Regions from separate parts of the Mus musculus genome. Here all the other regions are linked to region 3. The links are chromatin contacts, called in public Hi-C and promoter capture Hi-C maps. All regions are on one chromosome and are shown on one strand. Each heading gives the region's core, a stretch centred on a gene start, on an enhancer-like site or on the middle of the called end of the contact. The rest is flanking DNA. Distances are from core to core; before and after follow the strand shown.

Region 1 (2,719 bases), core at 63-2,562, 1.5 Mb before region 3:
GTCAGCTGGCTTTATTTACTCAGCCAATGAAAATAGAAACCTCTCGGATTCGTTGGTGCTTTTGTCCCACCCCGTCCCTTAAAAGGTCTGAAATGAATTCAAGGGTGATTCATCTGCTCACACATGCTTTCACCCCCACTTACTGTCACCTGCTACATCCCCCAATCAGTGTCTGCGGTGGTGGTGATGGTGGTGGTGGTAAAAGATCGTGATGAAAGTAGGTTGTCATTTGCTGAAACCTTGTGCAAGCACTAGGCACTATGCTCCAAACCGGAACGAACCGGCTTCCCTTTACCGAGGTAAACGGGACCAAAAGAAGAAAAGTAGCTTGCTCAAGGTCGCACAGCTAAGTTGAAGAGTGTAGTGAGGCGCTGGCGAGCACAAACCTGGCCCAAGAGTGGCACTCTAAGCATGAAAGTTTACTAAACTTTAAATATCACTGAAATGCAGAAAGTGAAAGGTGGCCCCTGGCCCCGGGGCCAACAGAGGAGAAGACAGGACGGATAAACCAGGATCTACAGCTTGACGAGGCCAGGGCTGCAGACATAAGAAAAGCTGTAGGGGAGCAGAGCAGAGACGGGCTGACCTGACCTGGGAAGTGGCTCCGGGGGCCAGGCCTCGGGACGACCCCCCTGTGCCCACGCGCCGGGCCGGCGGGCCTCACCTCCTTCCACCTGAGCTGGCGAAGACTGATCTTGAGCGCGTCCAGGGAGGTGCGGGCCTTGGAGCTGTCCACGGTGACCGGCCGCATCGAGCCTGCGCTCCGCCGGTAGACCCGGCTCCGGCTCCGGCCCCGTGCCTTCACGAGCTGGCTCAGGGCCCGCGCCGCCGGCCTCGGCTGGGCCAGGGGCAGCGCTGGTGGCAGCCGCCGGACGACGCGGGCCTCTCCTTCCTCGGGCGCGTGGCGTCGCGTCGGGGTCGGGATCCGGCCCACGTCCTTGGGCTGCTCCTCCAGCTCCAGGCGCTCTGGATCCCCGGCCGCGCCAGCGTCCACGCCCTGCTGCTTCTCAGTCTCCGCCGGTAGCGACTCGGTCGCCGCTGCTGTCGCCGCCGCCGCCGCCGCCGCGTCCGCCTCCCACTCAGCCTCCGGCTTCTTCTCCGGGCTGCTGCGCCGCATGACGCTCAGGGCCGGTGCCGGCGCCACAGCCACCGCCGCCGCCGCTGCTCCGCCGTCCCGGCCCGCGACCAAACTGCCGCCGCCGTCGCCGCCGCCGCCGCCGCCACGCGCTCCCCGCCCGAGCCCGTTGCCATGATCTCTCAGGCCCCGGTTGACAGGGATAGTCGCCGCCTCGGGACGGGGCCCCGCAAGGGACAATCGCCTGCCGGGCCCGGCGACCTCACAAGCGAGCGCGTCCACGTGACCAGGCCTGTCACAGAGGTGGCGATAGCCATCTTGGAAGAGGGCAGCTTGTCACACATGCAGAGTTTCTGAGCACTCAGGGACTGGCTAGGAATGATTTATAGTGGGGCTGAGGGTAAAAGAGGTTGCGCTCCTGTCTCGCTCCCGAGCTTGGAAAGGGAAGGACTTGGGAAGAGCGGCATCTTCCTCAAACACGAGACTTAGTTTCCCCAGTCCTACTACATTCATCGACTCCTTTTCTGTGAGCCTCAGACTGAGGCTGGAGGCCACCTTTGTCGGTTTTCAGGTCTCTCCCATGAGATGGAGAAGCCCTTCAGATTCCTAGACTTGTAGAGGGCAACACTTTTTATTACAATAAAAACATATAACAAAACGTACTAATTATTTTTAAATTTATTATGTGTGTGGTGTGTATAATTTTGCCTACATGTATGTATGTGTACTATGCATGTTCCTGGTGGAGAAGGAGGCCAGAAGAGAGCATCAGATTCCCTGATGTGACCTGCTGCGTGGTTCCAGGAAATGAATGGCAGATGAGCCTTCATCTCCAGCCCTCATTTAATCTATTTTTAATTCACTCTTCAGTGGCATTCAGTGCATTCATACTGTGGTGCAAACCATCTCTACCATTCATCTTCAGAACTTTTCATATTGAAAGCATACCCATAAACTAACTCCTGGGATTCCCACCCCACAGCCCTGGTCACCACAAGTCTATTTCCCCCTTGAATCTAACTACTGGGGTACCTCTTGTTTTTATCTTATTTGGCTTCACAAGGTTTTTGTTTTTGTTTTTCATCATAGTGGGTGTCAGAATTTTACTCCATCATAAAGCTTACAAATATTCTATGTGTGCGTGCACAATTATTCTTCCATAGACCTTTCTGCGGACTTTTTGGTTATTTTAATCCCTTGACTCTTGTGACTAATAGTGCCATTAACATTCATGTACAAGTATTTCTTTGAGCCCCTCCTTTCAGTTTTTCATGGCTGCCATACTTTGTTGTTGTTAAGATGGTCTCTTTAGCAGGCCTGGCTGTCCTGAAACTCACTATATAGACCACTTGGTATCAAACTCACAAAGTTCTGCCTGCCTCTGCCTCCTGAGTGATGAACTCCTATACCCAACTAAGGTAGGCATAAAAATGTAGAGTTGATCTAGAAGAGGGTCCTCTCCTGCCTGAGGGAGCCACATTTGGGTTAACTTGAAAGTTTCAGAAAATGGGGTTAGAAAGTCGTAACAGCAGCCTGGACTGACCAGTGGCCGTGGTTGCACTTCAGTGAGTTCTGCCACATTTAGTTTTAAGGGTCCTGGGGGAAAATGGCCCCTCCTGCATTTCTCCAAAAGTCTTGTTTCCT
Region 2 (2,821 bases), core at 27-2,526, 1.6 Mb after region 3:
TGAAGGTCTCTGAGGGTTTAATGCTTTTCAGGCCCAGGATGGGGATACTGGTTGGATAGAATGAATAAGCCTTTTGTAAATGGGATAAGGAGAAATGAACCGAGTGTGGATTAGTTTTAAATGGAAGTCTAAAGATGACCAGGATTCTACTAGAGTTACAAATATACATCATATTTCTGGACATTTTTTGTAGTGCTAGGATTAAACCCAGGATTCACAATATTTTTGAATTCCCAATTACATTCCCCATCTTTGAAGACAAAAAACTTACAGGCACTGTACTTTGCCATCCCTGATGTAATTAAGACAGCCCTTACATTTTTAAATTTTACATGTACCATGTATGTGCTGTGCCGGCAGAGGTGACTGGATCTCCCTGGAGGTGGAGTCGCAGAGCACTGTGAGCTGCTATGTGGATGCTGGGAACTGAACCCAGGTCTCCAAGAATAGCACTTTTTTTCTTTTTTAAATTTCCCGACAGGGTTTCACTCTGTAGTCTTGGCTGATCTAGAACTATGTAGTCAAAACTATCTAGAACTCACAAGAACCCCCTGCCACTGCTTCCTAAGGGCTGGAATAAGGCATGTGCCACATTACTCGCTATGTGTAGCAGGAGCAAAACCATGTCTCACCTAATTTTTTTTGCTCGAGTTCTACTAGGTTAAAATGTAATAGTTTTCTTTTTTTTTAATATTTTTTATTAAATAGTTTTCATATAGTTACAAGAAAAGATTCATTTTAGCCTACGTCTGAAATAGAAAGAATCCTGGGGATTCTGCAGCTTTCGCCTCCTAAAATATGCCTCTTCAGTCAGGAGTACAGGTGGCCACAGAATCCTCTTTAATTTTCGGAACGCCCGCAGGAGTCGTTACATCCTCAAGAAAGGATGTTATCAAGCGTCCTGCCAGCCCCTGGGTTACACATCAACGCCTTTAAAGCCGTTTACTTTTAACAAAGTGGGTCCTCTTGTGGGTCAGTGCTTAAGAGACTCCGGCACTGCGCGTCACTCCCTGCCATCCCTTAGCTCTAAGATTTCTTCCTCCGGAGCGGACAGAAGCGCTGGCTATACCAGCAGCCCGGCTTCGGAGAGGACAGAGTTACGGCTGCAACGCCTGACACCACTTCATCAGCATTCCACGATCCCACGGCGCAGTTCCGCCCACAAGAGCTTCCGGTTCCGGCGCATCCCGGAAGTGGGCGGGCGACGGCGGCTGCGCGCGGAGGAGGGGAGGCGGTGCCTGGCGGCCGCTTCCCGCCCCCAAGCGGAGCCGGTGCGGAGGGGAGCCGGGAAAGAGCGAAGCCTAGGCGGCTGAGTGGCCGCCGCGCTCCCGCCATGGCCCGGAACACACTGTCCTCACGCTTCCGCCGCGTGGATATCGACGAATTTGACGAGAACAAATTCGTAGACGAGCACGAAGAGGCAGCGGCGGCGGCGGGCGAGCCAGGCCCCGACCCCTGCGAGGTAGACGGGCTCCTGCGGCAATATCCTTCCCGGCGCGGCGGCCCGGCTCGGCCTTCGCACCCTGATCACCCCAGCCCCAGTCTCCCGGTCCTCCGCCCAACCCCAGCCCCTCCCGGCTCCTGTCAGTCCCAGGTTCTCCCGGTCTGTGGTTGGCCTTACGCCTTTCTCAGCAGCGCAGCCCTGGAGCTCCTCTCCCTCTGCTCTGCTGCGCTCCGCATCCTTCTGGGTGTCCGTGCATCGGCCTTGGTATCCCTTTATCCCTCCTTATAGTAAGCGGGGTCATTCCCAGGTGCTGCCCTCAGGAGGGACCGAGGTGAACCACCTTGGATTCATTGAGCAGCCAGGGCCACTGCCCTACTGCGCTTGTCTAACTGGCTTTCTTGGGCCCGATTGTAGCCCGGCGTGAAAATAGGTGGGTGGATGGTTGGAGGAAGACTGACTAGAGGGCGGAGGTGGGGGAGGTGTGCTTTAAGGTCCAGCCCTCAGGTGTGATATGGCCTGCTACCTTTTCTCACCTGTCGCCACTTTCCTCAGCACGTTGGGTTTTGCGCCTTTATGGACCAAGTACATTCAACAAGTAATGCGACTCTGCCATTAACCGCCTTGTGCAGAAAGCGTGGAAAAAGCTAGTGATTCAGAGCTCAAAAACACCATACAGTGTCAAATGTAAAAGTGGCTCCCCACGACTGAAAATGACTGCTGGTGGCCACAGAAAACAAGCATTTAGAACAGAAGAGTAAAAATAGAGGTGATTGTCACAGCTGGCTTGGTCTCTTAGCAGTTTGAGCACCACAGGAAACTGATTTATTCTCACAGGAAGATTTTTTTTTTCTTTATTCAAATAGCTTGACAGGAAGTGTGTACCCCTCCCCCGCACTTGCCAGGGTAGGGTTGGAGGCTCTTGCTGTATATAAATCAGGTTCTGGCTGTTTAATCAGTTGACTCAGCCTGGGAAGTCAGGTGTACCGCTTTTGGGAGGAGTCCTATAGTGCTCCTCTAATATATCTTGAAAACAACCCTTTTAGACTGAACAAGAATATGTTTTTGAAATGTGGAGATTTCAAACTTATTTCCTGCACCATTCTGATGGTTAAATTGGGTCATGAGAAGGCCCCTAGAGGGAAGATTGGTTTTTAGAATGGTGCAGGGTACTGACTGGTTTATGTGCAGGTACTGTTGACAAGGCTCCAGAACGATGCATTTGGGCCAGAATCCTAATTATATTGATGAAGAGACTGGGATCTGTCAGCTTCTGCTTTGGTGTTGTTGCTGGGCCTTGCTGAAGTCCCTGGCTGTTTTTTCTTCTCTCTCTCTCTTTCTTTCTTTCTTAGGCAGCTTAGAGGCATTGGCTTAGCTTAT
Region 3 (2,782 bases), core at 152-2,651:
CAGATCTTCTTATGGTCTACATGCTATGACGCTGAGGCTCATCTCCATATCTGTGTCCCCAGCTCCTACACTGGGCAGCTGTATGTCACTATCCCTTTAGACATAAATTCAAACTCAAAAACTGAATTTGTAATTCTTTGTGGTTTTATTTCTGATTATGGCATTGCTATTCTTCAAATGTCAACTGCTTAAATTCTAAGACTTACTTTTTCTTCTCTTTCAGCGTATAATTATCTATGACACATTAGCACTTGCCTCCTTTCTTGTAACAATACCGTAACTCTACTTTAGATTTTAATGCATCTCACCAGGACGTCATCACCTTTTCAAAATAATCTCAAATATAAGTACCTAGACTTTAGCTAAGAGAACCCAGAGTCAGCTATTTCTATTCTACAGGCTTCCCAGAGAACAAAATTACTTTCTGTAGTACAAATCTGACCATATCAGTTTCCTGCTCAAAGAGCTTCAAAAAGATAATTCATCTCATTTAGTGTTGGTTAAACTTTTCACTATTTGGATTTCACTTTACTTCTCCAACTCAAACTCTTATGTACACAACCTCCCTGTCCCTATTCCTTTTTCTCATAGTCTGTAACGTCTCAGTACCACTACAACTTTTCTTTTTTTGGAAAAAGTAATTTCACGAGTTCTCTTTATCAAGAAGTAGGATTTAGAGGCCACTCTCTTCTACAGGCTTCCCAGCAACTGTCCTTAGAGCAGTTGATTAAAGTAACATATTGCATACCCTCCACCCTCTTACGAACATCAATTTGCTTATAAATGTCGCTTCCAAACTGGAGATGAACACTGGATATTTGATGAACCTCTATTGAATGGCATAACACCAGTAATTCAAAAGGTGCTGTAATCCGCGGTTGAGCAAGGGTAAAACCCATCAAAACCTGGCACTTACAGTAGACTCGCGGTTGGCACTGAAGGCCTTGCCTTGGCTAGCTCCCGCCGTTCAGTTTTCTGCCGGCCTCAACTGCAGCACTTTTTACAAAATGCCAGAGTCTGGCTTCCTGGCCAGCTACAGGGCCCTATATAGAGGGTCTCAGGAAGCGGTCCCTGGGGCATCCTGAGATTCCCCACTGCAGATTCGGGAAGGGGAAGAAAGTGGGATGCAGCATGGGCCAGTCCAATGGCTCAAAAGTCTGGGGGCCTAGACCAGCTCCTTGGCTCCCATCCCAGGGCAGGTTGCGGCCGATCCAGGTCCCCACGGGGGCTCCATTTCCAGAGACCCCGCACCCTAGCCCGGCTCTCGGGTGGCCTCCGAACTTACAGACCCGGGGGGAAGGTCGCCATCTACATCTGGCAAAACCAGGAGCTGCGGCCCCTCGGGGCTCCGGGAAGGGGGAGGGGCAGGCAACCTGAGCCAAAGGGGGACCCAACGGAACCGGAAGGGCAGCCCTGGCCGGACAAAGACAACTTCCAGGTCCCATGGTCATCTCCGCCAATCGGAATGCTCGGAGGACGACGGGCCCCTGAGAGGGACTTTCCGCGTTGTGGGCGGGGCGAGGCCAGGGAATCGGGCTGCGGAGGGTCGGCTTCGTGAGCTCTGCTGCTTGTGGTTCTTCGGTAGAAGGCGGGCCCGAGCTCTCTTCTTCGCGGCTGCAGTCACGAAGTGCTCCCGCTGACCGTTGCCTGCATGGGCCTGAGCAGCCTGTCTGCGAACAAGCCGTGGTAAGTCCCTCCCGCCCAGGGATGTGGACTCGCTGCGTGGGAGCCTGGAATGCAGAAAGCTGTTGTTGGGTCCCGTCCCTTGTGGATACTGGTGTTTCTTAGGAAATCTTCCTTTTATGTTCCCAGGTCAATCTCTTGCCTTCCTTATCTTTGGTTACCCTAGCCGTTCACAAATCTGTGGTTAACCTGAATACCTCTCTTGAGCACTGGAGCCAGCCACTTAGACCGATTTCCTGTTGTCCAGTGTTTAGTGTGCCTTTTTCGTAACAAGTTCATGCCCAGGCCTACCTAGCTATAGTTCTTGTTTGGTGAAACAATCATACAGGGCCTCTTCCCAAAGAGAAAATCTGGAAATCATTCTGAATTCCCTTTACTTTGCCCATCCACTTAGTTATTGCTTTCTCTACATTTGTTTTATTTACCGTTTGGTGGTGTTATTATAGGAAACAGAAATAATTATCAATTTAATCTTTTTCCAAGCTTAAAGCTAAGTGGCTTTGTACAATGTTGTATAACCACTGCTAGCTATTCCCGCATTAACTCCTTGTATTATTTTGTGGATATCCATTTTCCGTAATATCTGTTGAAAAGGTGAACTTTTTGCCCATTGAGTGGACTTTTTGGAAATCAGTTCGCTTTATGAGAGTTTCTTATTGGGCTGTCTAGAGTACGGTGGTCTATGTTTATTCTTGTGCTAGTACCATACTGCTTTAATAATCGTAACTTTGCAGGCAGTTTGGCATTTACTGTGAGTGCTCCATCTTTATTCAAGACTGTTTTGGTTCTTCGAGATGTTTTTCACTTCCATCTGAATTTAGTATCAGGAACTGGACCTAGGACTTTTCATGATACGCAAATACTGTATTACTGAGCTACATCTTCAGCCATACTTTTGTATTGATTTGAGGATTGACTACCATTTCTTGGGAAACGGCTTTTGGAACGTTTTTTTTTTTTTTCCGTTTTTGTAAATCTGTAGGTTGCTTTGAATAGTATTATTATTATTATTATTATTTTATGTCTTCTTGCCCATAAACACAAGGTGCCTCTTCAGGCCTTTTATATAAATTATTTTCAGAAATGTCTTCTTAGTTTT
Region 4 (2,833 bases), core at 238-2,737, 1.8 Mb after region 3:
CAGGTCCTCTGGAAGAGCAGCCAAGTGCTCTTAACCATTGAGATATCTCTCCAGCCCCAGCAAGAACTATATTAAGATCTTATCTCAGGAAGAAAGCAAAAACAAGACAAAACAAAATTACCAAGCAGGAAGACAAGGCAAATGCCTGATTCAGGTGGCTGAATATGAACACCAATCATGTAACACAGGCAGTCAGTATGTAAGTTACAAGCTATGTACTTTCACACAACCAACACTTGAGGTCTTAAACATTTTGCATACTTGTTGGCTGATTTAAATATAAACTTCATGTACTAGATGAGACAAGAAAACAGACACAGAGCAAAATCTTCACAAGAGAAATAAAATTCGTTAGGAAAAAGGCAATTTTTTTCTTGAAAAAATTGTTTTAAGCCTGTGGCTTAAAAATATTACAAAAACAGCATGAAAAAAAAATTCAAATGATCGAGAGTGACTGACTACATAGCAAATCAAAGTTAACGGAATAAAACAGACATTAGCAACCATCGGATAAACACCAACGTGGTCCTAAGCACTAGTTTTTGCAGAAACAAAATACGGTTGATAACAGTGGTACACCAACGGCTTACTTCTTTACTGCATTAACTTAGCCTGAACTGAGTAAGACCTCCTTTGGAAAACCAAGAAAACGACACCTTGAGTTACAGGGGAACAGCTCAGAGGTCATAAAAACATTTGAACTTATTGATAAGCAACTGCTTATTCACTTAAATAGCTCAACAACGGGCTAAGAAATGAGATCCACATCCAAATCATCAGAAGAAAACTACCACTCCTAAGAAGCAATTTAGGGGAGTGGTGAAGCTGAGGCGACTTGTCATTCTCTCCCATTATGGTCGCATCGATCCCGCCCACCGGCTTCCACCTCTCAGGGACTTAAACACACCGCGGCCGCGTCCCTGGAGCAGACAGCGGCTCCTGTTACCTCTGCTGGGAGGACCCCATCCCGGGAGCACTACCCGCTCGGCCCGGCTCCGTCTCCGGGAGGCCGAGCGAGTTAGAGTGAGAGTCTTTAAGCTCGGAGTCCCGTGAGGGTCAGGGGATCGTGACATCCCCCGGGATCTCCCCTCAAAGAACTGGACAGCATTCGGGGGATCCGGGCTCCCCTGGTTCTCCGCGTCACGCCGCCTCGGACCCGGTCCTCTCGCACCGCGGAGCGCCCTCCGCCGCGCCAGGATCGGGCGCCCGGTAGGGATCCCGCCGAGGGAGAAGGGCGGGCCGGCGGGAGCCCCGCAGCCGGAAGGGGCTTGCCTCGCAAGCTGGACGGCCTCCGGCCCGGCTCACCTTCAGGTCGTTCTCGGGAAGGTACTTGCACTGCCGCGCTATCTCCACATACTTGTCCAGATCCAGCGGCGCCATTTTAGGAAGAACAAGCCGCGGCGACAGCAGCGGCAGCGGCTGTAGTAGCGGAGGCAGCGGCGGAGGCCGAATCCGGAACCCTCCTTACGTCACGTCCGATCCGTGAGTGGCGTCTGCGAAGCGACGTAAAAGCCTGACCCGTTCCGCTCTCTCTCTCAGGCGGAATTCCGGGCCACGGATCTATCTCCAAGAGAACCCGGAGGTCCTTTTGATAAAACCTACTGGGACCCGTAGCTCTCTGCCGCGGGGCGTGCTGGGATTTGTAGTTTTAGTAAAATGCTCTTCCTTTCCTATCCTTGGCAACAGACTTCACCTCAAATGAGGCTTTTTCTAAGGAAGACCATGAAGTGGTTAACTAAGAATTCCCTGGCTCTCACTCCTACCCTGTAAAGTATCTTCAGTTAAAGTTAAGAGTTACTGTTACCGCCTTTCCAGGACTACTGAAGACCTGGCCTAGACAACATTTGAAACAAACTTAACACCACCGGTTCTCTGGCTGGGGGGTGGGGTGGGTGGTGGGTGGGGGAAGAAACAAACAATAAAGCATTTCTTATGCCACATTCTGTACAAATACTGGCACTTTTTTTTTCTCCTGTTCAATTCTTGTAAGACTGTAAGAATGCAAAGTTTGCATGTGTTATTTGCCCCAAAATCTCAAAGGAAACAGAAAAGATGGATCCTAGACTGAAAAACAGGCTACTGACTTAATCCGGTGAGTTCCAGGAGGGGGCCGGAAAGGTTTTTTTTTTTTTTTTGTCGTATCCCAGTGCCAAGAACAGTTCTTGACACCTACTATAGCTTTAACATTGGTCCATTTGACAACTCTATATTGAATAGCAACAAAGTACAGATACACTTATAGGCAGTTAGAATAACCAATGGCTGCAATAGACAAAAATCTCTATCCTTGGGGCTGGAAAGAGTGCTCATTAGTTAAGAGCACTAGCTGTTCTTCCAGAGGATCCAAGTTCTATTACTAGCATCTACGTGGCTGCTTTCAAGTCCAGTTACGGGAGATCAGACACCTTCTTCTGGGCACTGTGTGCATGTGGTACAGAAATATATTTGCAGTCAAAATAAATAAAATAATAAAAAATAATGTATTAAAAAATCTGTCCTCAACTTGCAATTTAATTCTGTTAGAGATAACCGACAAATATAATAAATTACTCAGAGCATGTTAGAAAGTGATAATTTAAGGAAAACATTCCAGCATAGTAAGGAGGATGGGTTGACACAGGATTCAGAATTAACCTGACCATAGTGTACCACATATTTGACCACAGCAGTGATGAGGCAGCTGGATAACTGTGAGTTCTAGGATAGCCTAGTCTATGTAGCATGTTGCAGGTCAACCAGAAGACCTTGTCTCAAAAAAAAAAAAAAAAACACAACAACAACAAAAACACAGCAAAGTTGGGAAGGTGGGAAGTTGTATGGAAGATATCTGATG
Region 5 (3,064 bases), core at 35-2,534, 1.3 Mb before region 3:
GACGTTTGATAGGTCGTGTCTTTATTGCCTGTTTCTTGGGTTGTCAGAGAATGCTGTCTGTTCTAAAGGATTTGGCTTTACCCTGTAGGCCACTTGTTCACAGTCAACAGCTGGTGCTTGGTTATATCACAGCTCCCTTTCCAACCTGAGAGTCTATGCCAGAAATGCCATTTTAAAGCTTTAGATTCTTCACACCTGGGTGTGGATATTCTAGTTTGACATTTTGACCTCATACAGGTATAGAATTAAGGTTATTTAAAGATGGAATGGAAGTTTTTTAGATACCTCCTCTAAAACATTAACAGTGAGATGCTTGGAGAAATAAAATTGGTGTGTGCCACCCTCCGTGCCTTTCAGACATAAGAGCTGGAGAGGAACTCAAAGACAGGGATTGGCCTTGAATTCCAGTGGCATGGCATGATCTGCTCTGGAAAAACCTGAAATACTTTTGAGTATGTCAGAAGCCTTGTTCTTGTGAGTTTGTTGTCTTCCACCCACTTTCTGTTGCTTTTAGGATTGCTACAAGGTGAGGCTGAGTGTTAGGGACTCTGTACCAGGGAGGGGGCCTGTCAGAGGGGCTCCTGAAGGGTGTTAGGGTGATAGTGTTTCAGTGTAATGCTTCCATTGACTCTGCCATTAACTTGTGCTCAGTACACGGACACAGTTTATTCACACACTAACAGCTCTTACTGAATGTTAACAGTGCCAATCACTGAGTAAGGTGCTTTAGCTCACTCACTGTCTTAGTGATGTCCCGGTACCTCATCATCTCTGATTGTGAATGATCAAATATACCTCGCAGGGATCCTGGTCCCAGAGCTGGATATAAACTGAAGCTTTTCTGACTCCAAGATCGTGCTTTGACTCTTCTGCCATTCTCCCCTTTTTGCTGTGCATACCATTGGAGGTTTATTGCTTATGCTGAAGTGTGTGTAAGCTTGGTATTGAGTGTAGATGTGAACGAGTTAAATTTATTTACTCATTCCACATTGGCACTGGTATATTTTGAGTGTAAAATGTCAACTGGATTTTTTAACGTATGAAATCTTTCATCTGTCTTTGCACCGATCTTTGCACAGACCAGCCCTCCTCCCTTGAGAATTTATTGTGGTTTTGATCTGTGTTGCCTCAAACCATTGAAATCTTTTCAAAGAAGCAGAGCTGTTTTCTTTTTCTTTTTTCTACTCTTTCTTTTTTCCTTCCGCAATACACTGGTACCAGGAGTGGACATAGTTTGCTATTCAGCTTGATCAAAGCACTCTACACCAGTGTAACTTCCTGATCTTACTGGTAACAGAACTAAATGTTTCCATGTTCTGCCAAGATGGGTTGCCAGTTATCGACAGAGGGCTTGCATCTGGTAATAATTATTTACTAATTCTGTTTACCTTTTGATCTGGTTTTCAGTGTACAGCTGCAGCTATCAAGGCTATAAGAGAAAGTGGAATGAATCTGAACCCAGAAGTGGAAGGAACACTAATTCGGGTACCCATTCCTAAGTAAGTTTGGCTGAAATCCACGTATTCCAGTGGTGTGGGGTAGTTGCCCTTGGATGGAAACCAGTGCCCTGCAGCATTCTTGGGCCAATGATGTGGCTCACTTACCTGCGTCTTTTACTCTGGCTGTGCTATAAGATCAGTTTGCTGGTACAGTCTTGTTTACCGAATACCTATGTGTGCTAGATGCTTGGTCTACAGCAGTGAATTTCAGAACCCCTTGTCCTCACACTTTCTGGCAGGAAAGTTAGGACAAGTTAGCACACAGAGTCATCACAGCTCACGTGAAGTAAATTCTAGGAGGAGATAAAAGGCATTGGTATTCAAGTGAGGGCGAGTGGTGGGAGAGTTAGAGGACAGGGCAGTTTTAGTGTGTGGGGATTCTGTAAGGAGCTAATGCTTCTGCTGAGAGCCTGCTGAGGAGGCAGAATCATCAGCCTAGGGGAAACAGTCCAGGAAAGATGAGTGGCAAGCAAAGGCCTCAGATCACAAAGCAACTTGACACTTGTCAACTCTAACCCCATAATCCCTATCGAATTATTTTTACATTAGTCTTTGGTAATTGAAGAATTAAAGGCATAGATCCAAAGTCATGGTTTTTTGTTTTGTTTCTTAATGGGGTTTTAAATGAATAAAAATAGATCTTTGTTCCTAAAATTGAAAAGAGAAGACAGGGCTGATGAGATGGTTCAGTGGGTTAAAAACAAACCGTTGCCATAGAAGCCTGATAGGCTGACTCCAGTCCCTGAGCCCACATAAAGGTGGAAAGAAGCAACTGACTCTACAGAGTTGTTTTGGCCTCACGTGTGGGCTGTGGCAGCAACCCCTCCCCACCAATAATAAATTAAAAATATTTTTAAAAAGAAAAGATAATACTTGGGAAGTGGGGTCAGGAGAGTCAGAAGTTTAAGGCCAGTCTGATCTACACAATGTAACTCTTTCTTGAAAGAACTGACAGGATGGTGACATGTTTGAGTAATAGAAAATCTGGTGTGCCTGAAGCTCAAAGAAAGGTTAGTGAGAGCAGGGTTTGGACAAGTACCGATGGGCGGTTCAAGGCCATGGAAGGAATCGGGATTTCTTCTAATGGTGAGGAGAAGCCGTTGGATGGGTTAAGGCCATGGATTGATGATCTTACAGAGCTTTGTGGGTGTCTCTCTCATTGCTAATTAACATATGGAATTTATGAGACAGAGTAGAGATAAAAAGAACAGTCAACAATCAAAGTTACAGCAATCCAGGTGAAACATGAGCCATGGTTACACAGCAGAAAAACGAAGCCCCTATTACTACTACACAGTACCACACACTGGATCAATTTGTTTAGCCATTCAACAAATACTTACTGAGTACTAACCATAGGACACACGCTTTATTGTGGTACAGCAGTAAACAGAACAGCAAAGCTCCTTGTTTTTCTGAAGCTCACCTGAGAGTTAGCTGAGCAGATGTAATAAACTGTCAGTGTAATGTCCAGTGATGCTAATGTCTATGAAGAATCAGCAGGGCAAAGAGGTAAAGGAGGGCTGGAGAGAGCTCAGCAGGTGAGAGTACTTACTGCTCTTGCA
Region 6 (2,936 bases), core at 329-2,828, 1.2 Mb after region 3:
TTAAGAAAAACAATGTTGGCCATTCTCTGCTCCCAGAATTCCATATCCCCAGTCAAAATTCCTACCAAAACTATTGTCCTACATTATTAGTACATCCTTAATAAATGTCAATGGCTAATTCTTGAGGTGATTAAGACTCATTTCCATCTTCAATCAAGGCGCAACGATTCAGTAAATTCCTTTTAAATCACAGAGCTAAACTGGAAAGAAAAAATGTGGAATGAAGACCCACAATCTTTCCAACAAAATATTTCCAACAAAATAGGTCAGCAAGTACAATACACTAGTCGGGCAAGCCTGGAAAACTGAATTCCATTGTAAGAAGCCACATGAAGCTCAGAATGGACTCCACCAAGTTGTTCTCTGACCTCTACACTTGTCCCATAGCATATGTACAAGCACATACACAGAGAAAATTTAGGAAACAGTCACCTCTATTAGTTTTTGAAATGTGACTCTCTTCACCCCACTAACAACATTAATCGCTAGCCTTTATTATCTTTACAGTTTATTTCAGGATTTATCTCCATTTGATGGATAGAGATTTAACTCTGTAAAAAAAAAAAAAAAAGGCTGAGGGCAGAGTGGCTCTCCCAACGTTGTGGAGGCAGAAGCAGGTAAATTTCTAGTTTAAAGCAGCCTGATCTACAACAATCGGGGCTATATAATGAGACCCTGTCTCAAAGGGGGGGGGGGGGGGGGGGACTAAACTGCCCAAGTAGTTCACTAGAAACAGTATGGAAGCATTAAACATCTAAACAAACCAATTAATCCCAAATTCTGTGCTTTCCCATTGTAGCATCCTGCTTCCTAGAGTACCTTAGGAAAAGCCAAATTGCCCTCATGTGTAAAACTTCAAAATGAGTAAATACAAACTATTTAACATGTAAAACCTCTTGATCAAGGCATTCCCTAATAAAAGCCGATTCTCATGATGCACTCTGACAGTTCTAGCTGGAAGCTTGAGTCCAAGTGGTCTAACTACGGTTAATAGGTCAGTTACCGCTACGGTCGGCCTGTCTAGGCTTACCTTATACACCACCCCCGCGATGGTAGTGCCAGTTTTCCGAGCTTTCGGGAGCTTGAACCCCTTTTTTGCGAAATCCGCTTCCAAGACAGCATTCCTAAGGGAAGGCACAGAAATCAAGTGTTAGAGGACAAGACCACTGGCGAGAAGAGTGGGTGCTTAGGAAGGAACTCAATTTTCTTCCACCCCAGTGTGATCACTGGATTCTCCCATTATTAGCACCATCGGCGAGGAATTACAGATCGGGGCGGTGACCCAATCCCTCCAAAGCCACAGGAAAGTCCAAATCCTTACACACTGGCAAGGGGAGAGGGCCGCGCCGGCCTCAGAAGCAGCCCGCGCTGGGGCCCGATTCCCTGAGTCACACGGCCGCGGGCACCATCCCCACGCTCGCCTCACGCCCCCGACCCCGGCCGCAGCCCAGTTCCGATCCGGCGTACAGAGTTCCCACTCGGGTCCCGATCGCGCCCCCGGGCATGAACACACCTGCGACAATTATCAAAAGAAAAGCCTCCGACCGGTGGCTGAAACACCGACACAGCCGCCATCTTGCCAAGAAAGTGTTTCCGGGCCGAGGGCGGAGCGACAAAAAAAGAACTTAGCACTTCCGGCGCCGCGAGAGACCGGGACGAGAGGGCGGGGCAAACTTCGAACTGGCGCTCTTGGACATAGAGTTCTTGAGTTCTCACTTCCTAGAGAGGCTTGGGTCTTTGAAGTAGTTTTGCCTCAAGTCCTGGGAAGGGGAAACTGACGATCAGCCGAAGGGATGGAATTTGTTAAATCAGATAATAAAATTCCCCCAATAACCAAATCTCCTGACGCTCAGACCAGATCTGTTTCTGCGGTTAAACTAGAATCCGGCGTGTATCAGGGACATCCACACACCCCAGGTCCAGGCAAAGCCGCTGAGCAAATCCCTTTCAACTCCCTTATTTCCTACTGTTAGTGTGTAACGGAGCTTTCACCTTCCTCAGAAAGGCAAACAGACACATGGAAAGACGTTTCGTGCCCTGAGTCACGAGGACAAGGCAACCCCAAGCCCCCAGTGAGACACTGCTTTGGACCCACTACAATGACTGGAGTTGGACAGAGAAAAACTCTCTGTGACAGGTGGGAATATAAAACGGTCATCTGCTCCGGAAAACGAACTGGATCTTAAACCAAAATTATCACTGTCATACCTACCCAGAAGAACTGGAAAGCTAAGTTCACAGATGCTTCTAGGCAAATGAGCATAGCAACCAGGTACCTAACAGGCAAATCGGGAAACAACACAAATGCCCATTGACGGATGAATGAGTAAACAAAATGTGGAATATCAGCACAGTGAAACAGTATTAGGCCGTAAAAGGGAAGGGAATGTGATACCTACTAAATCAGGGGTGACCCTGGAAAACAATTTGCTAAATATAAAGAGACTAGGCATGGAGAAGAAGAACCACATTGTATAATTACATTCACATGTGATATACTATACATTCATGTGGTAATCATGTTCACATGCCTGTGGGTACATGTGGGTGTATGGTTAATGTTGGGAGTCCTCCACCACTCTCCACTTTACTCTTTCAGTCATCTTCCCTCTGGGCCATCTCCCCAGCCTTAGAGAGTTCCATTTGTATGAAGTATCTCAAAATAGGCAAATCTGCAGAAGCATAAAGTGAATCAGTAGTTGTTAAGGCTGAAGGAGAGGCACTGGATTGTTTATGGGCACAGAATTCATAATGTTACCCAGCACTATGAGTGCAGTGTTATGTAATTTTAAGAAAATCTTCTACTGATGGAAATGTGAGGCTTGCTGCGGAAGTCAGGAAAATATTTTTAAACTTATTTAGGCAATAAGTGACACCCTCCATGACTGTGAAATGAATTCATTTACAAATATTTATTAAGCACCTACTATGTCCTA
Region 7 (2,994 bases), core at 378-2,877, 1.4 Mb before region 3:
ACCAGCCTTCAAATGCCATGTTTTACATTAAGCCTAATGTGGCTAGTCTACCCATCTTATATTCTCATAGAGAACTGTACAGCCAGAGTCATCTCACTTTGAGCAAAACCCCTTGTCCACAAGTGCTGAAAGCTACTCAAAATGACCAAGCCAAAGAAAGGGCTAGACATCAGCTCCAACATCAAATCTGCTTGCCCGCCTTTCATGTGTTAGTACTAATCATGTGTTTTAACTTTTACTACTCTGGTTATTTACATAATTATATATACCAATTGTGCAAACTTTAAAGAGAAATTTATTAGGATGCTTTTGCATGAAATGTTTGCTAAGCCAAATTAAACATCTAACAAAATATGTCAACTCATGTTTGACCAGTTACACGGTGGGATAAGAATAAAAGACTGGCTGATAGGAAAATCCTTTCTCTCGCCTCTAAGTCAATTTCATATAAATATGCTAACAATTTCTTCATCTGAGGAAAATACCAAGTTGCCATCCTCACAGGTTTGTGAGAGCCTACGTGAAGTCGTATAGGAGAACATTCAACACAGTGCCTGCCATGACAACACAGCCATCTTTTCCCTCTGTCTCACAGTATAAAGTCCAAACTGTTCCCGCCTCGTCAGTGACTTCTCTAGAGGCTTAGCACCGCTAATCTAACAGTAGGCTGACATCAGACAGCTCTCAGCTTCCTCGACAACACGGTTCTACAAGTCCTTCCTCACTCTGTTGCACTTTGGCTGAAAGATTTAACAGGCTGGGTTTCAGAAAAGATCTGGGTTCCTGTTACAAGTCTTCCATACACTGTCTATGTGACCTTGGGCAAATCGCTTCTACTCTTGGGGCCTATTTCTGGTCTACAAGGGAAACCAGTTATACCCTACCTTACTTTGTGTTCCAATTAGCAGCCCGGCCTTTAGAAATGGAGTGATCATGTTTGTGATAGTTACAATAGCACACCACTTTTACTTCACGTTTCACAGAGCCATGCACTGTGCTGTACAGCCTCTTTATCTGTCTCTTTATAAAACTATAAACTATAAGAGCTGGGCACTGTCTCTTACTTCCCATTGCACGTGCACATAACAAATACTTAAATGTCTCTCGAAGAAGTAAATGCTTTACTTGTGTCCCATTACCAAAACACCCTGGCCCATGCCAGACTCACTGTCCAACACGTACTGTGTGCTGCCGCGGCACCCAGGCCTGCTCTGCACCGAGATTTTGACAGACTTGGAAGGGGAAGGTGAGCACCAAGAGGAGGCAGGCTCGCCTCACCGGGAGGGAGAGCAAGGGGCTAGGTGATGCTAATGGAAAGTATCACCCGATTCACAAGAAGAGAGGCCGGTCGCAGTGCGCACAGGAATGGCTGGAGCCAAGGCGAGATGTGACCATGCAGGTCGCAGAGGCCGGAACCGTGCCTGGGCCCGCCTGAAAGCTGCAATCCCAGGCTTCCCGCCTGCCCTCAGGAAGAGCCTCACCTCCTCCACTTTCAGCTCTTCCAGAGTTGGCAGCTCCACTATCCCCGGCATGACGGCGGTAGCCGCGACCCTGACCAGGTGCCCTCGGCCGTGTCGCCCGTCTCCTTCAAGTCCCCTTTGGCTGGCCAAGACTGCCCGGTACCATCTGCGCATGCGTCTCCAGCGACGCGCAAGCGCACTGCTCTAGGGCCGCTGGAGGAGGCGAAGCGTAAGCCATTCCAGGAAGTCTAGCGGTCCCGAGGGGCGGGGCTTCATCTGGTCTCCGCCCACATCTCCTGGTTGTCATAGTGACGCCAAGACAGCTGAAGTTGGTGTCTGTTAGACACTAGCTGTTAACATGCAGTACACCGGGAGCCAGTATTTCGGGGAATACATAAACGGGAGGTAAGCCCCCATTCGTCCATGTCTCCACTTTCAGGCTAGTGAAAGACAACTGTTTTTAAGCCTCCGCCAAGGACCCTCAGCCAAATGCTTTCAAAAACTTGTTCAACTATAGTGCTCAAGCACAGATACCTAATAAGTCGCATAGGTAGGATTCACTCATTCATTCTTTCATTCATTCATTCGTGTGTGTGTGTGTGTGTGTGTGTGTACGAGCGCGTGCGCGTATCCCCTGCACCCATGACCATCTGTAACCAAAGTTCCTCTTCTGGCTTCTGTAGGCACCAGGCATGCACATGGTACACATTATATACATGAGAGCAAAACATACACATTAAAAAATAAATATTTAAAAAATTATGCAGGCAAAGAAAACTAGAAAATGGTATTCAGAGCTGGAGAGATGGCTCAGCAGTTAAGAGCACTGACTGCTCTCCCACAGGTCCTGAGTTCAAATCCCAGCAACCACATGGTGGCTCACAACCATCTGTAATGAGATCTGATACCCTCTTCTGGGATATCTGAAGACAACTACAGTGTACTTAGATATAATAAATTAATAAATATTAAAGAAAAAGAAAAGAAAGTGCTATTCGGCAAATACTGATTTTTCTCTGTGTCCAGATTTTGAATTTGACCCTGGTCAGAATCCCTGCAAACACAGTGGGACGGTTAAGCGTAACACAGTTATGACAAGTAATCAAGGTCAGCCCTGTGGTCAAGAGAGGCAGACCACATGTGAGATGGTCACTTTGCCTTGCCAGCAGCTCTGGATGAAGAAAGCAGAAAATTTTTTAGAGCTGGAGAGGCCGATGCTGGGGGGGTGGGTAATGGACAGATAAGCGATAGTTGTTTGGGCTATAAAGCACTTCATGGGGCTGTAGAGATGCAGAGATGAAGGAGGATCTGTATGCACAGGCTAGAGGAACTGCAGGGTGTTTTGAGGAAGCAGGAGTAGTGGTCTAGCCAAGCACAGGGACAGATTCTTAGAGAGAGTGGCAGTAATATATATAATGGGATGCTGTCCACATCTTCAGTCAGCTTTGCAAGGGAGATGGTATTATCTCAGCTTCAAGGTTAAAGGGTAAAAGGGAGCCTTAAAGGACTCAAGACCCTTGTCTAACCCTTTGGA

Evidence for each region. Promoter capture Hi-C pulls out the DNA fragments that hold promoters and counts their contacts. Hi-C and Micro-C count contacts between places; a contact is called where the count stands out from the background. Capture Hi-C pulls out chosen DNA fragments and counts their contacts.
Region 1: a contact with region 3 is called in a promoter capture Hi-C map of pre-B cells, with 4 times the contacts expected there. The contact joins the promoter of Ttll11 here to the promoter of Zbtb26 in region 3. A contact is called at or near these places in 7 of 39 promoter capture datasets (the 3T3-L1 cell line, embryonic stem cells, hippocampal neurons and 3 more), 1 of 484 Hi-C or Micro-C datasets (CD4 T cells), 1 of 115 datasets of contacts at active chromatin or transcription factors (astrocytes) and 1 of 9 other capture datasets (embryonic stem cells).
Region 2: a contact with region 3 is called in a Hi-C map of muscle stem cells, with 2.2 times the contacts expected there. The contact joins the promoter of Arpc5l here to the promoter of Zbtb26 in region 3. A contact is called at or near these places in 6 of 39 promoter capture datasets (the 3T3-L1 cell line, embryonic stem cells, hippocampal neurons and 3 more), 6 of 484 Hi-C or Micro-C datasets (CD4 T cells, embryonic stem cells, liver and 3 more), 7 of 115 datasets of contacts at active chromatin or transcription factors (astrocytes, bone marrow-derived dendritic cells, extraembryonic endoderm stem cells and 4 more) and 3 of 9 other capture datasets (adipose tissue, macrophages and pancreatic islet).
Region 4: a promoter capture Hi-C map of adipose tissue shows a contact between it and region 3, with 9 times the contacts expected there. The contact joins the promoter of Ppp6c here to the promoter of Zbtb26 in region 3. A contact is called at or near these places in 3 of 39 promoter capture datasets (liver and pre-B cells), 1 of 484 Hi-C or Micro-C datasets (CD4 T cells), 3 of 115 datasets of contacts at active chromatin or transcription factors (differentiating embryonic stem cells, regulatory T cells and thymic regulatory T cells) and 2 of 9 other capture datasets (adipose tissue and liver).
Region 5: a contact with region 3 is called in a promoter capture Hi-C map of liver, with 4 times the contacts expected there. The contact joins the enhancer-like site here to the promoter of Zbtb26 in region 3. A contact is called at or near these places in 10 of 39 promoter capture datasets (the 3T3-L1 cell line, 3T3-L1-derived adipocytes, the C10 cell line and 6 more), 1 of 115 datasets of contacts at active chromatin or transcription factors (large pre-B cells) and 1 of 9 other capture datasets (embryonic stem cells).
Region 6: a promoter capture Hi-C map of pre-B cells shows a contact between it and region 3, with 14 times the contacts expected there. The contact joins the promoter of Psmb7 here to the promoter of Zbtb26 in region 3. A contact is called at or near these places in 13 of 39 promoter capture datasets (the 3T3-L1 cell line, the C10 cell line, HPC-7-derived erythroid cells and 8 more), 1 of 15 datasets of contacts at CTCF or cohesin (large pre-B cells), 7 of 115 datasets of contacts at active chromatin or transcription factors (astrocytes, bone marrow-derived dendritic cells, embryonic stem cells and 2 more) and 1 of 9 other capture datasets (liver).
Region 7: a promoter capture Hi-C map of pre-B cells shows a contact between it and region 3, with 5 times the contacts expected there. The contact joins the promoter of Ndufa8 here to the promoter of Zbtb26 in region 3. A contact is called at or near these places in 6 of 39 promoter capture datasets (the 3T3-L1 cell line, cranial neural crest, embryonic stem cells and 3 more) and 4 of 115 datasets of contacts at active chromatin or transcription factors (astrocytes, embryonic forebrain, epiblast stem cells and 1 more).

What each region holds. Positions count from the first base shown.
Region 1 is chr2:35,978,508-35,981,226 of GRCm38.p6, forward strand. Ttll11 (tubulin tyrosine ligase-like family, member 11) reads right to left here and starts at 1,313. Exons shown (of 10, transcript NM_029774.3): 1 at 665-1,313. The coding sequence starts at 1,117.
Region 2 is chr2:39,006,863-39,009,683 of GRCm38.p6, forward strand. It overlaps Arpc5l (actin related protein 2/3 complex, subunit 5-like), which reads left to right and starts at 1,277. Exons shown (of 4, transcript NM_028809.1): 1 at 1,277-1,482. The coding sequence starts at 1,334.
Region 3 is chr2:37,441,771-37,444,552 of GRCm38.p6, forward strand. Zbtb26 (zinc finger and BTB domain containing 26) reads right to left here and starts at 1,402. Exons shown (of 2, transcript NM_199025.3): 1 at 917-1,402. It overlaps Rabgap1 (RAB GTPase activating protein 1), which reads left to right and starts at 1,515. Exons shown (of 26, transcript NM_146121.2): 1 at 1,515-1,686.
Region 4 is chr2:39,224,862-39,227,694 of GRCm38.p6, forward strand. Ppp6c (protein phosphatase 6, catalytic subunit) reads right to left here and starts at 1,488. Exons shown (of 7, transcript NM_024209.3): 1 at 1,306-1,488. The coding sequence starts at 1,380.
Region 5 is chr2:36,158,192-36,161,255 of GRCm38.p6, forward strand. Mrrf (mitochondrial ribosome recycling factor) reads left to right here. Exons shown (of 7, transcript NM_026422.2): 5 at 1,408-1,499. Among named protein-coding and RNA genes, the nearest start is that of Rbm18, 23 kb to the left of the region's middle. Within about 2 kb of position 1,285, at least 8 of the 459 cell types and tissues checked have an H3K27ac peak or open chromatin away from gene starts, as enhancers often do. A contact at or near this core is called in liver, where this site is marked.
Region 6 is chr2:38,642,328-38,645,263 of GRCm38.p6, forward strand. It overlaps Psmb7 (proteasome (prosome, macropain) subunit, beta type 7), which reads right to left and starts at 1,579. Exons shown (of 8, transcript NM_011187.1): 1 at 1,514-1,579; 2 at 1,031-1,124. The coding sequence starts at 1,575.
Region 7 is chr2:36,047,711-36,050,704 of GRCm38.p6, forward strand. It overlaps Ndufa8 (NADH:ubiquinone oxidoreductase subunit A8), which reads right to left and starts at 1,628. Exons shown (of 4, transcript NM_026703.3): 1 at 1,482-1,628. The coding sequence starts at 1,532. It overlaps Morn5 (MORN repeat containing 5), which reads left to right and starts at 1,763. Exons shown (of 5, transcript NM_029309.2): 1 at 1,763-1,865. The coding sequence starts at 1,819.